2 separate regions of the Sus scrofa genome follow, and region 2 is linked to region 1. The links are chromatin contacts, called in public Hi-C maps. All regions are on one chromosome and are shown on one strand. The core of a region is the stretch at or near the end of the contact, and the rest is flanking DNA. Distances in the headings are between cores, read along the strand shown.

Region 1 (2,700 bases), core at 174-2,673:
AATCATGTAATATTTGTCTTTTTCTGTCTGGTTCATTTCACTTAATTTCTTCAAGTTTCATCCATGTTGTAGCCTGTGTCGAAACTTTGTTCCCATTTATGGCTGAATAATAGTCCGTTGTATGAGTATGTGACATTTTATTTATCCATTCATCTGTAGATGGACATTTGGGTTGTTACCGCTTCATTTTCAGTGAAGGCACTGAAGCTCTGAGTGGCTCAGGGTTACCCCATTCTTAGCGGAAAGCCTTGTCAGAAAGACCAGGTCTCTTGCCTCCCAGGCCAAGACTATTTATCACTACTCCAGGCTACTGAGCATGGCACCCTTTTACTTCACATTCTGCTCTGGCTTCAAATAGTGAAAAATGACAAACCCTTATATAGCACTTAACTACATGCCAGACACTGTTCTCTGTGCTTTATGCATCTTAACTCATTTTCTCCTCACCATAGACCTACCTGGGACACAGCTGTACCCCATGAGTTTTCCCTCTCTGTAGATGAGGAAACAAGCAGAGAGAGGTTAAGTAACTCGCCCAATGTCACACAGCTATTAAGTGACAAAGCCAGTACAAAAACACAGGTTCAGAGTCCCTGCACTTAATGGCTCTACCACACAACCTCCTTGTAGAGAGAAAAGAATTCTTCACCAAAGGAACACATCTGAGTGGGATTATATTTCCAGTGTTAGAGACTCAATTCCAGAGAGGAAATCAGTCAAGGTGCCCTTTATCAGAGATTAACTCAGGAAGAAAGTTCATCTGAGAAAAAAGACTGCAAGTTGAATTACATCATCTTTTACACAAACATCCATGGCCCCAATCTGCTTGGGTCTCTGGGGACAGAGTCTCCTTCCTTGACCAAGATGACCTAGGAACCATAGCACAAAGGAAAATCCTTCAGGTCCAGACTTAGTTTCCTAAAAGATTGTAGACTCTGCTCAATTAAAGATACAGAAGTCTGATTCTGGGGGTGCTCGGGCTGCTGAAACTGCAATTAGTTTTCCACGTGCCTCTGAGTCTCACGCTCCAGCCTACAGCAGCCGCTATAGTTAGGCTCAGGCCAGCAATCTGCAGACCCCAGAAGAGTCACACAAGCACCCAACAATCTTGCCCCCGGTATATGCAGGTCATGTGACTTGTTGACTGGGAAGGTGTCAACTTCTAGAAAGAAAACCAAAGAGAATCCACAGCTGCTTTCTTTAAGCCTCTTATACTTAGATCAACAAGTGATGAAGAAATCACTCCCATCGTAAAGAGGAAGAAAATTGAAGGGAGACCCACTGTCTCCAGTAAAACAAACATGGGCGCTTAATTTCCAGGCACTGCTGAGAAAATGTATTATTAGAAAGTCCCAGCCCCGAGGGACTTTGTGTCCTTGCAGTGTGGCTGTCTGAGTTCTCTGGGTTGTGGTTTCAGCCAGGAAGTCAAAGGGCTTCAGCTGCTGGGTCAACAAACACATAACTTGACCTGCCACAGCACATGGGGCTGTAGGTTTGGTGAGACTGTCAAGGTACCTTTCCAGGGTGACCAGTTGCTGACTTCTGCCATTTCCTTTGGGAAGCTACAGATGCCTGAAACAGCAAGAAAGGCCATAAGTGCCTTGCTATTTTATGTGTCCAGCCGTTTTGAAATTTTTCTCTTCAGTCCTACCCACCCACAGTATCAGCCAATTCCTACATTAGAAGTCAGGTGCCACAGGAATCAGGGTGATACTCAGTCAGCTGTTTTTCCTGCCACTTGTACATTGAAGGCTACAGTTCCAGACCAGCTCTCCAGATCTTGATAAAACACTTCCAGGAGTTCCCATTGTGGCTCAGCGGAAACGAATCTGACTAGGATCCATGAGGATGCAGTTTCGATCCCTGGCCTCGCTCAGTGGGTTGAGGATCCAGAGTTGCCCTGGGCTGTGGTGTAGGTCTCAGATACAGCTCCGATCTGGGATTGCTATGGCTATGGTGCAGGCAGTCAGCTACAGCTCCTACGACACCTAGCCTGGGAACTTCCGTATGCTGTGGGTGGGCCGTGAAAAGCCAAAAAATAAATAATAATAATAATAATAACCACCTTCTAGCCCTGGCTCTGTGAATAAGTTCTGTGGTACCCACCTCTTTCCCAGAACTCTGCACCCTTGAGTTCTAATGAAGCCAAAGACTCTGTCCAGAGCTGTGGCAAGAAAGAATCTATGGCAGCAGGAAACCAGGGAAACCTGCAGGCTGCAGCACGCTGCTAGTAATGTGCAGACCCCGACGAGTCATAAGCAGCCAACCCCACCCCACCCTTGTGACAGTTAGGTCATGTGGCCTGTTGAACAGGAGGAAAGTCTGAGAACAGAAGCCAAAGAGAATCCACAGCTGCTTTCTCCAAGCCTCTTCTCCTTGGAGCAGCAAATGATGAGGAAATCACATGAGATCAGGCTTGTGAAAGCTTTCTGTAAACTTGCATGGGCACTCTAGAAGCCTTAGCCTTTTTGCTAAGGGTTAAGAGAACTTTTTCTTCAGGGGGGTTTTCATCATTCCAAATTTCACTCCCTGAGCACAGAGCAACTCATACCAAAGCAACATCCTCTGGGTTACCCCAGGAGCATGGACGAGAGCTGAGCAGGTGGGAACCCATCACACTGCAGAGGTCCATGTTCAGATCTGATTGTCTACTGCAGCACTGAACCTAGGCTGGCTGCTCTGAAGGGGGAAAGTAAGAAG
Region 2 (2,899 bases), core at 65-2,564, 88 kb before region 1:
ACCATGCTATACAGTAGGGCCTCATTGCTTATCCATTGTAATTGTCATAGTTTACATCTACTAACCCCAAGCTCCCAGTCCACCCCACTCCATCCTCCCTTCCCCTTGGTAACCATAAGTCTGTTCCCCATGTCTATGAGTCTGTTTCTCTTTTGTAGATAGGTTCATTTGTGCCATGTTTTAGATTCCACATATAAATGATACCACATGGTATTTGTCCTTCCAGGAGTTGAGTTTTATGCAATATAAATTACTCTGAGCCAAAGATGAAGGAACGAACATAGAATCCCATGTTGAGCAGCTAAAATTGCTATTATTAAGTTCAAATTTAGTGAAAACATATTAATTATGTTCAAAGAGATACATTGTTTTGAGGGCGTGTTTGCTATAGTAAAAACAATGAAAGGCACAGGAGTCCAGTTTCATTGGCGCTCCCATGGGGTTTTGGGGAGAGTTTAAATTGGCACCTTTCTGCGGGGCAACCTGACAGTATCCATCAGAATGTGCATACTCTATCTTTTTTTTTTAGTTGAAGTATAGTTGATTTGCAATCAAACTCTGTCTTTTCATCTCATAAATCCACTTTTTGTAATTCATCCACAGCAAATTATTGGACAAGTACACAAAGCTTTATGTAAAAGTATGTTTCTCAAAGAGTTTGTAATATGAAAACATTGGAAAGAATCTAAATATTCAATAATAAATAGAGGTCAAATGAAATTAGCACAAATATGAAAGGGAACACTATGCACACATTAAAAGAACAGATGTAGGTATTAAAACAATGACTATAATAAATGTTAAATAAAATAACATTTGGAAGATATTTATATGGGTACACGTGTATATAAGCACGGGGAAGATTTGGGAAGCTGCCTACAAAAGTGTCAGCATTAGCGGAATTATAGCTGACTTTTCACTTTCTCTCTTTACACTTCTTTTATTGTTGAAAATTTAGTACTGTTATACGGAGAGGGGAAAGATAATTTGGAAGGTTCAGCAAAAAAGCAGCCACTCTGGGAGCTGAGTTGGAGGAGAAGCAAGAGCCCGGCTCTTTCAGTGTGTCTTTGATGTGAGTGGTGGGAACTCTCTGACTGGTCAGTGCTGTGCCAGGAGGTGCTTTTGGGACTTGTGAGGCACCATCTCTGTCCTGCTGACCTTACACAAGGTCCCTTATGGTCTTCCTCTATTGGGCCACATCAGCACCAGGGCCTCATCTGCCCCTTGAACCCAGGATTTAGAAGAACAGACTTGCTGAATGTCTGTCAGGCCTGGTGGTGTCATTAGGGCTGTCCTAGTCCAGCTATGAAGAATTAGAGGCCCAGAGTGTTTAAGGAACTTTCTCAGAGCCCTGGAGGTAGTTCCAGGCCAAGTTGCAATGAAAATGCAGTTCCCAGACTCCTAGTCTTGGGCGGCTCTTTTGCTTTTCACTGAGTTCTACTGTTATGGATGACAGTTCTCACAAGCGGCCTTAAACACCAGAGAAGAAGAGATCTCCAGATAAGGGACTGGGTTTTCTCTATCAAGTTAAAACATTAAATTGTTAGGCCTTTTTCCGGATCTGTGTCCTGTGAAATATGGGAAAATTCTGAGGTTCCTGACTTTGCTTGGGTCCTGGCCTCTTTGGGATACCTCATAAAGCAGAAAAATCTCTCCTTAACAATATGGGTTTGCTAGAAGCCACAAAACTTTGCATTTTATTGGGGGAGGGTTCAGGAACCCTCTGAAACCTGTCACTGTTGTGAATGTTCTTTGTCTTGTATTCCTTGTGTTTCAAGTAATTCTGTTGCATTTGGACAGACTGAAACTATGCACTGATTTTCATACCATTGTGGTAAAGATTTCTTGACAAAACAGTACTATGGGGAGAGAGAAAGGACAGGAACTGGGAAGATCCAGACACCTCATCACATTAGACATCACATTAATGTTGTCTTTGTTTCCTATTGCTGTTAGATTAACTTCTCAATAAAAGTAAAAGTTTATGATATTTCTAAATAAAATTCCTACCATACTGGTGCAACTGCTTTCATCTTGGCAGTGTGCTCTACTCTGTTCCATCCATGCAAGTAATTTATGATTACAACCAAAGACTGTCTTTAGTGTGTTCTTTCACACTGTTCTTTGCAAGAGGACAGTTCCTTCCATAAGAAAGACCAGGTGAGGCCCAGGATGAGGCCAGGATTTCTTTATACTTCTCACCAAAACTAGATGTTTGAATAAGAGCAGGTCATTTCCACTTAAAATGTATGTGAGTTTTGGAAATAATCTAGTGCCCTGGTTTTCAAATTGGCTGGAGGACTTATGAACACACTGACCACTGGGCCCACCTGAGGGGTTTCTGATTCATTGGTTCAGGGTGGGGCCCAGGAATATGCATTTCTAGTTCCCAGGTGATCCTGGCACAACTGGTCCAGGGCCACACTTTGAGAACCAGTGACCTAGGGAGTAGAGGTCCTATAAGGCAGTGTGTTTTCCAAACTTTTCTGATAACAAGAATCACTTGGAGATAACTGTGAAAAAATATAAATTCCAACTCCGTGCCAGACTCACTGACTCAGAATCTCTGGGGAGAGTCTTGGGATGCTGCATTATCAGATTTGGGGAAACGCTATTGCTATCAGGTAAACCCTGCAATCACCATGGAACAGTAGAATTTACCTACCACTCTGACTCACAGTCTCCTCACCCATGCACGCTTTGACCCTATGACTCCCTTAGTCCCTAGGCATGTCTCTACCAGGCTTTCATTTTCATTGCAAAATGAGTTTTAGGCCTTATTTATAAAATATAAATATTTTTATTTTAGGTGCTAAATAAATTGTGTTAAAGAGGTACCAGAAGGTTTGCCTTCTGAGAACTTTTGAGGTTTTACCAATTTCTCTTTTTATAAGCATAG

The links. Hi-C and Micro-C count contacts between places; a contact is called where the count stands out from the background.
Region 2: a contact with region 1 is called in a Hi-C map of retroperitoneal adipose tissue, with 2.1 times the contacts expected there. The contact joins two enhancer-like sites. A contact is called at or near these places in 1 of 5 promoter capture datasets (liver), 20 of 47 Hi-C or Micro-C datasets (adipocytes, alveolar macrophages, embryonic fibroblasts and 11 more) and 1 of 2 datasets of contacts at active chromatin or transcription factors (skeletal muscle).

What each region holds. Positions count from the first base shown.
Region 1 is chr1:221,000,439-221,003,138 of Sscrofa11.1, reverse strand. No RefSeq gene overlaps it. Among named protein-coding and RNA genes, the nearest start is that of DMRT1, 48 kb to the right of the region's middle. Within about 2 kb of position 1,423, at least 10 of the 83 cell types and tissues checked have an H3K27ac peak or open chromatin away from gene starts, as enhancers often do. A contact at or near this core is called in retroperitoneal adipose tissue, where this site is marked.
Region 2 is chr1:221,088,491-221,091,389 of Sscrofa11.1, reverse strand. The region is part of intron 2 of KANK1 (KN motif and ankyrin repeat domain-containing protein 1); the gene reads left to right. Among named protein-coding and RNA genes, the nearest start is that of MIR9823, 24 kb to the right of the region's middle. Within about 2 kb of position 1,314, at least 3 of the 83 cell types and tissues checked have an H3K27ac peak or open chromatin away from gene starts, as enhancers often do. A contact at or near this core is called in retroperitoneal adipose tissue, where this site is marked.